Regions from separate parts of the Mus musculus genome. Here region 2 is linked to region 1. A link is a contact called in public Hi-C data. All regions are on one chromosome and are shown on one strand. Each heading gives the region's core, a stretch centred on a gene start, on an enhancer-like site or on the middle of the called end of the contact. The rest is flanking DNA. Distances are from core to core; before and after follow the strand shown. Region 1 has its middle 63 kb from the start of Gm39264. Region 2 overlaps Gse1 (genetic suppressor element 1, coiled-coil protein).

The links. Hi-C and Micro-C count contacts between places; a contact is called where the count stands out from the background.
Region 2: a contact with region 1 is called in a Hi-C map of the N1E-115 cell line, with 2.2 times the contacts expected there. The contact joins two enhancer-like sites. A contact is called at or near these places in 5 of 15 datasets of contacts at CTCF or cohesin (embryonic stem cells, large pre-B cells and pro-B cells), 19 of 484 Hi-C or Micro-C datasets (B cells, the C10 cell line, the G1E-ER4 cell line and 6 more), 17 of 115 datasets of contacts at active chromatin or transcription factors (the 230-238 cell line, the HPC-7 cell line, acute myeloid leukemia and 12 more) and 3 of 9 other capture datasets (adipose tissue, liver and pancreatic islet).

Annotation. Positions count from the first base shown.
Region 1 is chr8:120,406,183-120,411,188 of GRCm38.p6, forward strand. It overlaps a transcript of Gse1 not described here. Among named protein-coding and RNA genes, the nearest start is that of Gm39264, 63 kb to the left of the region's middle. Within about 2 kb of position 1,784, at least 88 of the 459 cell types and tissues checked have an H3K27ac peak or open chromatin away from gene starts, as enhancers often do. A contact at or near this core is called in the G1E-ER4 cell line, the HPC-7 cell line, the N1E-115 cell line and 2 more, where this site is marked.
Region 2 is chr8:120,563,235-120,568,715 of GRCm38.p6, forward strand. Gse1 (genetic suppressor element 1, coiled-coil protein) reads left to right here. Exons shown (of 16, transcript NM_001145896.1): 4 at 3,134-3,306; 5 at 3,693-3,890; 6 at 4,529-4,720; 7 at 4,927-5,249. Among named protein-coding and RNA genes, the nearest start is that of Gins2, 23 kb to the right of the region's middle. Within about 2 kb of position 2,112, at least 155 of the 459 cell types and tissues checked have an H3K27ac peak or open chromatin away from gene starts, as enhancers often do. A contact at or near this core is called in the G1E-ER4 cell line, the HPC-7 cell line, the N1E-115 cell line and 2 more, where this site is marked.

The DNA.
Region 1 (5,006 bases), core at 534-3,033:
AGGAAGCTGAGGCCCATGGGTGGGAAGGACTTTGTACAGTCAGTCACAAGACTTACTGTGATAGGGTTGAGGACAGTGCTTCGTTCCGACAGCCTGTGAGGCTCCTAGAGAATGCCTGGGTCCCCTCTTCTCTGTCTCTATGGTCCAGGTGGTTCTTGGGCACTTAGACAGGCAAGGACAACTCCCTCCATGGCTCACTCTGCTCTTAACATGAATCCCTTGCAAATGTCCCACATTCTTAGAAAGTCTGTGACTCACTCGTAGGTTTGACTGGCAAGCCGCACAGATCTTCCATCGCCGTCTTCCCAGAGTTGGAAAAAAAGCTCACACCACCACACCTGGCTCTGGGGATTCCGCCCTGGTCGTTTTGCTTCTGTGGCAAAGCAGTTTATTCAGGGCTCGAGTCTCTCCTCAGCCCAATGGGAAGGGACTCTTGCCCACATTTATAGACAAGGACACCAAGGACCAGGGAGTTGAATATCTCTAACAACTCCATAGCTCCAGGCAGTTCCAGCCTCTCTATGTTCCCCTGTCTGAACTCCTAGAAAGAGCCACCAGTCACATGAGCCCCTGAGGTATCGCAAGTGCTCACAATAGAAATGTTGGCGTTTTGATGGTTTCAATGGACTTACCATAAGGCCTTTCATTTCATTTCTTGTAGGTTAGGCAAAGTCCCATCAGGGAGGGCAGCAGGCTGCAGATTGGCCTGCAGATTAGCTACTCTGCTTCCCCTATACAGATCCAAAGATGGCGCCTTTCGTTGCCGGCTGCCACCCTGTCTCTGGGATTCTGAACCTGTCACAGCTGTAGAACTGTGTGTTCTCTTTCATCTGGCATCTGATGTCATGGGAGGGACGGAGCCTGTGGGCTCATGGGAGTCACCTGGGAGGGAGAAGACTATGTGGGATGCCCTGGTACCTCACAGTCCTCCCAAGTGATGCACAGACCTCTCTCCTCTCTGCGGTGGGCCAGGCCAGCTCAGACCCACATGTGTCCTGGTCTCTTAGAACTGGCTGCACACATGTGGCCAGTGTCCCCACACAGGAATCCAGGCAGAGGGATTCCTATGTTGGAGTGGATGACAGAGGGTGCCTCCACTCCCCTGGGCCCTATCTGTCCTGCCTGTGAGGACGGGTGCTGGGTGCTGTAGCTACAATGTCCCCTGTGGAGGCTCTGCTGGGCAGCTTCCTGTGAAAACTCTCTATCTCCAGAAGCCTTTCAGAAATTGGGACTAAGGTGGCTGGGGCCTCCCTCAGTCCAGGGTTAATAGAGTCTGTTCAGATCTACCCTTAATGCTATCTACAAACTGCCCAGAGATCTCAAGACCTGAGCCTCAGGTCACACAGCAGCCACTGGCTCAGCCCTATGCTAACCCTAAATTCCGGCTCCCGTGTGCAAGCCTGTCGTTCGTCCATCCACACCCTCGTATGAATTTGTCAACCTGCTGTCTGAGGCATGTTGCTTGGGTACCGCCTCAAGGAAGCAGAATTTGGTACCCCCATGGGACAAAGATGAATCTCTGGGGTAGGATGTGCCCTCCCAGTGCCCCCTGGAGGCCTGGCCAGATTCACACAGCCCAAACTTCAAACCCCAGAGAGAGACCGAGAAAGTTCCCCCACTTGTGACGGGCAGGCCGCCGGGAGGTGCTAACCATCAACACCTGTGAGGCTTCAGTGCTGCTAGGCTGTGCTGTGACTGCAGAGGGAGCCACAGGCCCGGCCCAGCCAGGACTAGCCCCATCCACCTCGGTGGGCTCCTGGCAGCGGGGTGGGCTGGAGACATCTGGTGTGAGTGAGTGGGACAGGAGGGGGTCAGGCCACTGAGTGGCCCTCCCCTCCTTATTCACCCCTTCCCTGTGACTTTTGGCCTTGAACAGATGGCAGAGGTGGGCGGGGCATAGCTTCTCTCACAAGCTACCACACCCATGAAATTCCCCATTAAGGGAAGGGAGGGGGAGGCACGAACTAAGAAGTGGCCTGTTCAAGGGGCCTGTCCACACAGCCTCTTCCTACCATCTGACCACCTCATTAGAGGCCCTTGAGGGGACTCCTGGGGTCACAAGACCCTCTGTGCCCCTCCTCTAAACAGCCCCCATTCCCCGGAGGAAGTGGGGGCCTTTCATATGTAAACAGAGAGCTGACCTCAAGGAAATCACTCTCCCTTCCTTGATCTCATGTCTAGAAAGCCCGAAGAGGCCAAATGCCAGGTCCCCTGCTGTCCCCAGGAAGCCATATGATGCCTGGGAGGGAAATGGTAGCAGGGAGAGCGGAAACCAGCTCCCACACCACCCGCACTTGTGAGGGATCAGAGCCCAGGAAGAAGCAGCCCACGGATGCCCAGATGCCCATCAGTCATTACTTGGGCCCTGTCCCTTGCCCTGCCTGGGCTTGTGCCTCCGGTACAGAATGCAGACATACATACATCCATTTCTCACGTTGTTTCCTTCCAGGCCTAGGGCTAGCCAGCAGGGGGTGTGCGGAGACTCAGCTCCCCTTTGACCCTTTAGCTGTTAACATCTTTGTACAAGAAAGAGCCTGGAACTTTCTGGGGGTTCTGTGGCTAGAAAGTTCTCAGCACAGGGCGTACATTATAAAGAGCCATCAGAAGCTCAGGCCTTGGCCACCATATTCCTGCCTGTTCTCTTGCCTCCCTGTGGTTCCTGCCCCTCCCCCTCCCCTGTGGCTGGAATAGACAGCACACCTGACAGTCAGAGCTTCTGCCACCCCCAGGGTCCTGCAGCTTTGTTCCTGTTCTTTTGGGTCTCATCCTCCAGAGATGTAGAAAGGAAATAGGATGCCCTGGCAGGAGCTCCTGCTGATGCCTGGGACCCTCCCTTCTTGGCACCTCCCTTAATGCATGTGATGTCTGTGAGTCGGAGGCCTGTGGGCCTCTCCCAGGCCACAGAGCGGCCTGGAATGTGAGTGCGATCGGGAAACTGAGGCCCAGTTTCTGTTGATACCCCTTACCAAGGCTCTGCAGTTAGGCAGTGAGAGACCAGAATTTAGTGCGTGCAGTTGGTCTGGGAGGGAGCCCTGTGCCCTGCTCACTCGGTCTCAGCAGTTTATCTATTGAATAACTACACAAGTGATTGACAGCTGCCTCAAGAGTCCCCAGGGAACCTGGAATGGCCAGTGAGGAAGTACAGACCCTGTGCTTCTCAGAGCCACTGTATGACCTGCTTGAGAGACAAGCGGTTGACCTGCAGCAGTGATCTGCTGGGGACAAAGTTGTCTCCCCCTCCAGATCCCTGAAGGTCCGGAGACACATGGGAACTCACCCCTCTGCCCTCCGCCCTCTGCCCTCTGCCCTCTTGAGCCCTGAGCCAGGGCTGTTGGGGGTCACTCGACAGCCACTCTGTCTGCACGCCCTGGGGACTTGCCCTGTTTGCTCTCCTGCCTCAGCCAACTGACCTGGACAGAGATTAATGTGGCCGGGGCAAAAGGCCACTTGTGGTGGAGCTGGGGCCAGGGGGTCAGGGCAGCCTTGAGGCACCAGGGCTGGGAGTGGTGCCCTGCCATGCCCCAGGTGGCCCGGAGGCCAGGGTGGGCCACAGGGAGGGCCGGTAGGGAAATGGTCCACTCCACCATCTGGTCCTCTCTGCAGGGAGGTCTCCACCCCCCAGCCCCCCAAACAACGGCTCAAATGGCCAAGCGGCAAGGGAGACAGATGGTGTCTGCTTGCAGAGTAGAGGGTGTACTTTGTTCAGAGACATGACAGGCAGAAGAACACACAGGCACATATGTACACGCTCACACACATGAGGTTGTGGAGGAGGGTGGGTGTCTGGAGAGCCTTTGGTCCACACTGTCTAACACACATAACACATACATGTATAACATGGTTTGCATAGGCACAGGCACATGCACAGGGAGCATACGCACGCACGAGTGGGCAGCGTGCACATGTATGCGCATAGGTTCAGACTATCATGTACGCAGCAGGTGACTCAACCCAGAAATGCAGTGGCTATAGTCCCATGACTGTAGACACGTGTGCACGGTGACATACCTACACACGCTATCCTTGCCCTTCAGAGCGCTGCCACCCCCACTGAAGAATAACTCCACCTGTTCCCCATGCACACTCCTGACAGCCATCCTGTACCTGTCCTGGCATGTGACAAGCCCCGGCTGCTGTCACTTGACATTTGTCTTCCAACCAGAGCTCCCACTGGTACACTGTGGGGTCTCCGTCTCACCTTGTCCCTCCCAGTTCTGGATTGAGAACCTTATTTGTCCAGTGAGGGAGAGGTAGGCAGTCACAGCTTACGCAGGCTTACCAGGAGCCACAAGGGACCCCCTGGTCACTGCCCAGCTCTCCTGCCTACCCAGCAGGGTTCTCTAGTCTATGTCTAGCTGTCTGGGGGAAGCATCCCCTTGGCTTCCAGAAGACTCATGCGTGTCTGTCAGAGCTAGAGGTGGGCTAGCAATAGAAACCCAAGTCCCTTTGTGACAGCCACAGGACCCTTACTGGCCGTCATGTACTCTAAGAGGGCCCTGGGTTGATATTACCAAGAACATGCTATAACTCCTTGGCTGCAGGGGTCAAAGGTCTCTGGTGTGGCTTTTTTCCCCCCTATATCACATCAGGCCTGTAAGCTCCCTGGCATGTTAAATAAGCAATCAGGAAATGGCCATGAGGCCTATCAAGGCCCTGAGTAGGGGACAGAGAAGTGGGGCACAGGCAGTCGATGGAGCATCTATTAGGGCGCAGCTCCCGGCTCTCCTTAAAGCACAGTCTGCTGTTCATAACTGACTCCTAGAACAGCACCCTAGGAGTATCCAGCTCTGACCACTGCTCTTCCGGTCCCACATCCAGCCTGTGCTGCTGTGTAGCTCTGGGTGGGTTGCGATCTTCCTCATGGGGCACGTATGTCCCTCATGGAACCCCCTCATCCCCCAGTCATGCCCCATCTTATGCTCTGCCCGGCTGAAGCCTGTCTTCCTAGGAGCCCTCCATCCCTCTGGCCTCTGCAGGCTGCACCCGCACAGAGCATAGTCTGTGTG
Region 2 (5,481 bases), core at 862-3,361, 160 kb after region 1:
AGACAGACAACAACCATAGAGTGCCTTGGATCTTTGGCTAGACAATAGCTGTGACTGCTTTGGAGGAGTAGGGGCGGGACTGTAGGCTAACTCTGATGGTCCCTGATGCCAGCCAGCACCGGGGTCCTTGTGTCTGCAGTCTCTAGCTGGCCATAACCTAACTGCAGTGGAGGAGCCAGCCCCAGAGCTTCCCCTGTACTGCTGGGCCTCCCGGCGGCCTGGCAGCCTGGCGCCTAGAGGGGGCCTTGCTAATTAAGAACCGCTGTCAGCTGTGGCTTTCCCGGGATTCTCCAGCCCCATTCCCAGAGGGTTTGTACTGCTAGGAAGTACTAATTAAACCACAGAGATGGAGGGGGAGGGGAAGGAGAGCACCTCTCCCCGCTGGGGCAGGGCAGGATAGGCAAGAGTGTGAGTTTCATCTGCCCTTCAGGTCTGATTGGTGTCCCCAGTAAAGTGCTTGGAGCATCCATCAGGCTCCTGACTGAAGCGTGGGGGCCAGCCTTGGCCCATTCCTCCTGTGGCTGAAGTCACACTTAACCCTGGGAAACCTGTCTGAGCGATCCTGTCATCGAATCTCAGCTCAGAGCAGCCTAGACCCACCCTGTCCTGGCTTAAGAGAAGTCAGAGAAGTTGCCACCGCCAACCATCTCCTGTCTGTGGACTCCTGCCAGAGCGCAGCTTTGACCTCAGACAATGAGTCAGCTGATAAAAACCCCCATAGAGCTTCCCTTCCCTGGGTAACCAGCTTGCCTGGTGACTGGCTTTGCTCCTGAGAGAGAAGCTGGTGGGAGGGTCACTTCCTGTTCCTGCCTTGGGCCCCGGAGCTTCTGCTGACTGGAGCCCCTGGCCCAGGTCCAAGACACTTCATGTATTGTCCCCTTGGAGAACTAGGAGGTTCCAAGTGCCTCTGCCTCGTGACTCCTCTGCCCGGAGCCTGTCACTATCCTCAGAGGATCCTTACTGCCTCAGAAACATTTAGTAACCCGGAGAAGGGCTCTGATGGCTCTGCTCCAGCAGTTCACGCTGTGGTTAACAAGACCTGCTCGCCACCAGGGAGACCGCCACCGCCACCGCCACCGCCACCGCCAAGCACACACACAGTGGATGATGCTCAGAGCTCAGCAGAGAGTTTAATCCTTTCCAGGAGGGCGGGGGATGCGCTCTCCCTGTAGTGTGGCCATGAGTCACTAGGGGCCTCTGGAGGCAACATCCACTGGTTGGAAGTCAAGGGGGTGTGTGGCTCCAGGGTGACCAGGCAGTGGAAGCCGCGTGAGAGATGAATGAAGAACAGTCTGGAAACTAACGGGCTCATCCCACTTGACCAGCTGTGGAGACCTCACTCTAATCACTGGAGAATGAGAGTTCTCTCCTTCCCAGCCGCTGCCTTTCATGGATGCAGCTGTGTCTTGGAGCAGCTCTGCAGACATATCTTGTCTGCCACAGCTGCTGCCAGGAGGGTGCCCTGGGGCAGCCACCATGCCGGGGCTTTTTCTGTCCTTGTCACCCAGGCAGCACCCTGCCCCACAGATGGCCTGGTTAGCCAGGTTCTAGTCAGAGAGGCCACAGGCCTGAGGAGGGCAGCAGTGTGCAAACCCCCCTTCCCCCCACCCCCCCAATTGGCCTGATGACCATTTTTTCTTTTCTCTTTTTTTTCTCTTTTTTCATCTTTGGGGCTATTTTTTGTTTTTTGTTTTTTGGTTTTTGGTTTTTTTTTTTTTTGGAGACAGGATTTCTCTGTGTAGCCTGGCTGTCCTAGAACTCACTCTGTAGTGCTGGGATTAAAGGCATGTGCCACCACTGCCCAGCCTGATGGCCATTTTTCTAGTCTCCTTGTTTGTCCTGGTGTGAGTGGGATATGTGCCCCCACCCCACCCGCACCCTGCCATACACACCTATACGGTACTGTGTGAATGTTTCTCCTGAGGAGGGCAGGTCAGAGGTCATGAACCCATGAGGACCCCACAAGGGAACAGAGACAGCCTGCTGCTGCACCCAGGGAAGGAAACAGATGTTGCTGCTCATTAAAAATTCAATCAGCAGCCTGTCTCCCTCAATTAATCGTGGCTGGCTGTCTGTGGGGAGCAGGAGGGCTTGTGGTAGACTCTGTGAGAATGGAGGCGGGGAGGTACGGTGCTAAGCTGTCCTCACTCTGCACACACAGGGTTAAGTGGTGGTACAGCCACGACCCCTCCCCTCGGGGCTTACATATGCTCTGGTGATGCTAGCTGCTGACCCTGGGGATAACCACAAGGAGCCGGTAGAATGGCTGGCAGGCCTGTATCCAGAGACAATCAGTGTTACTATGCTGGCTACCATGAGCCTTTCAGTCACACCATGGGTTCAGCCATATCATCCAGAGGACCTCGTGTCCCTAGTGAGTGCCACTGTCTGCCTTGTGTTGGGCTTCTCCTGCAGTAGTGAGGGAAGGGCCTCAAAGTTGTACCAGGAGGCTCCTGGCCCTCAGTCTCCCCTCTGCTCCGTGGCTCCCTGACTTTGCCTCTCTGCCTTGCCCTGAGGATTCCTCCCTAGTCACAGGTGACAGGCATGCAGGGCTGTTGGGTCTGGTTTCTCCAGGCTGTGTGGTGCTGCTGTGACTGTTTATACAGAAAATCAGTCCGTGAGGCGGGGTCTCCCCAGCCCAGCCCAGCCCAGCCCAACTCAACTGCCGCCTCTCACTTCCTGCCTGAAGGGAGCCTCTCCTGGGGTCTCAAAGCCTAAATATGTGCAAGGGTCCCCCACGTAGGTCCATATCAGCTGCCAGCAGTGTCCACATAGCTACGGGCACTGCTGGAATCTAGGGAGCAGCTCTGTCCTGAGGTGCAGGTCCCCAGGGTGTGTGTGTGTCCTGACTCTATGACCACCCTGTTTTGCCTATAGGAGGTGGGAGTTCCTACCCTGCAGATGCCCTCACATGCCTCATCTTGGGATTCAGCAGTCTGGTGTCTAAGGCTTCCCTGACATTGTTGAGTTCCTTCTAGAGCTGAGCCAGACCCTGTAGACCTTGGTCCAGACCTGCTCATAGGAGGCTTTCTCCCTAAATACCCCTTTTATGCTTTCTTTGATTAAAAAAAAAAATTAGGGGGAGGATGTTTCTAGAATATGGCTCCCCAAAACCTAACTCTTCTTCCCGCAGGACTCTGGCTCACGAGGCAGCAGCAGTGGTCGGGAGCGCCTATTGGTGGAGCCACCTCTCGCCCAGGAAAAGGCTGCGGGCCCCGCCATCCCCTCCCACCTACTCAGCACCCCGTACCCCTTTGGCCTTTCCCCCGGCTCAGTTGTACAGGACTCCCGCTTCCAACCACTCAAGTAAGTGCCAGCCTGGGGTCAGGGAAGGCACAGGGGTGGCTCCAGACAGACCTGAGAGTTTGCACTGGCAGAGGTAGATAGAATGCCATTAGTCTCAGTGGCCTGATCTGCCCTGAGGTCCTTGGCCCCATCTGACCTTGTGGTCCAGCCTTTGTTGAGACAGACTTATCAGGTGTCCTAAACACATTTAAGCCCATCCTCTGGGTCTGGGGAACAGAGAGCCCCTCCAGCATCTCTATCCACTCGTGGGGACCTTGAGGGACAGGCAGCTTCCCATCTGTGCAGTCTGGGCTTCATGCCAGGCTGTACCTCACTGAGAGGCAGGACCTGAGCCTGGTGAGGGAGTGTGGCACATTACCTCTGCTCCCCACTTCCCCCTCCCACAGCCTCCAGCGGCCTGTGCACCATGTGGTGCCCCCCAGCACGGTGACTGAGGACTACTTGAGAAGCTTCCGGCCCTACCACACTGCTGAAGACTTACGCATGTCCTCCTTGCCTCCGCTTGGCCTGGACCCAGCCACCGCCGCAGCCTACTATCACCCCAGCTACCTGGCCCCACACCCATTCCCCCACCCGGCCTTCAGGTGAGGCGTCCCCACTCACGCTGCCCTGTGTGCTAATCTGTTCTCAGCAAGGCAGAACCTCTCGGGGCGGGCGTTTGCCAGGGCTTGGGGTCCAGGCACTCAAGGGAGCTATATAGCTTTCCCCAGCTCGACTGAGTTGAGTCTTGATGGATGGACTCAGTACCACCTGCTGATGCTCCTTGGTTCCCACTTCTCAGCATCTGCACCCCAGCAGCCAGTCCCCACTAACAGTGTGTGGTACCTAGACAGTGTGATGGAGACTCCGGAGTGAGAGTCAGGCCATGCCCTCCCTCTTCCTGTAGAAGCTCCTGGCCTCTTACCACAGCGGGTCACACCAGAGGTCTCTGCCTGCAGCCAGTCTGCCCTCCCGCTCGCTCACCCATGGTCCGGGAGGTCCTAGGCGCCCATGTGGTCTGTTCCTTGTGGCCCCAGACAGTGGACATGCTCTTTGCATGCAGTCTCTGCAGGGCTGAGCCTGAGTGAGCAGTGGCTCGCCCAGCCGAGAGGCGCCGGCTCACCTGCCTGGGTCCCGGCCTTTCTCCTGCAGTGCCAGGGATTCACCTGAGGGCTTCGCATCTGCTAGGCAAGCTTATCCTTTGTGGCTCCTGCACACACCAGTCCTGCCTCTCTGTCTACAGGATGGATGACTCCTATTGCCTGTCAGCCTTAAGGTCTCCGTTCTACCCCATCCCCACCCCTGGCTCCCTGCCTCCACTGCATCCGTCGGCGATGCACCTGCATCTCTCCGGCGTACGGTATCCTCCTGAGCTCTCCCACTCGTCCCTGGCGGCGCTACACTCGGAGCGGATGTCCAGCCTCAGTGCAGAGAGGTAAGCTGTGTTTTCAGCAGAGGTGGGGTGGAGGGGACTGTTGAGCGTTCCTGAGGTCCTCAGCGGGGCCTGGCTTGGTGGTGGCGGGATGCGGTTCTTTGTGTGTAGGTGGCAACTCTTGCATGTGGCTGCTCCACTTTGAGCTGGGGCGTGGACTTGCCCCCCCTGCACATCCCTTTAGCACGCTGCCCTGTTTTCCCTCCCAGGTTGCAAATGGACGAGGAACTGCGGCGGGAGAGAGAGCGAGAGCGGGAACGGGAACGGGAGGCCGACCGGGAGCGGGAGAAGGAGCGGGAGCGGGAGCAGCGGGAGAAGGAGCGGGAGAAGGAGCTGGAGCGCGAGCGGGAGAAGGAACGGGAGCGCGAGCTGGAGCGGCAGCGGGAGCAGCGGGCGAGGGAGAAGGAGCTGCTGGCTGCCAAGGCCTTAGAGCCCACCACCTTCCTGCCTGTGGCCGAGCTGCACGGACTCCGAGGTCACAGCACGGAGGAGCGGCCCAAGCCCTCGGAGCAGCTGACCCCAACCCGAGCAGGTACCTGGGCTGAGCTGTGTGGAGGGAATGGCCTGTGCCTGCCCCAGCAGTAAGGAGGTGCCATCCCAACGCTGGCGAGACTGGGAGGAGGTGTGCTCTGTCACCCTGGGTGGATCCAGGATCCCATGGGTGCCCCCAGAACAGCCAAGACGCTAGGGAGGGGAGTTGCCATCACTGCGGTAGAACCTTGGTTGGTCTCTGCCTTTTGCCATGGTGATGGTGAACACCAGAG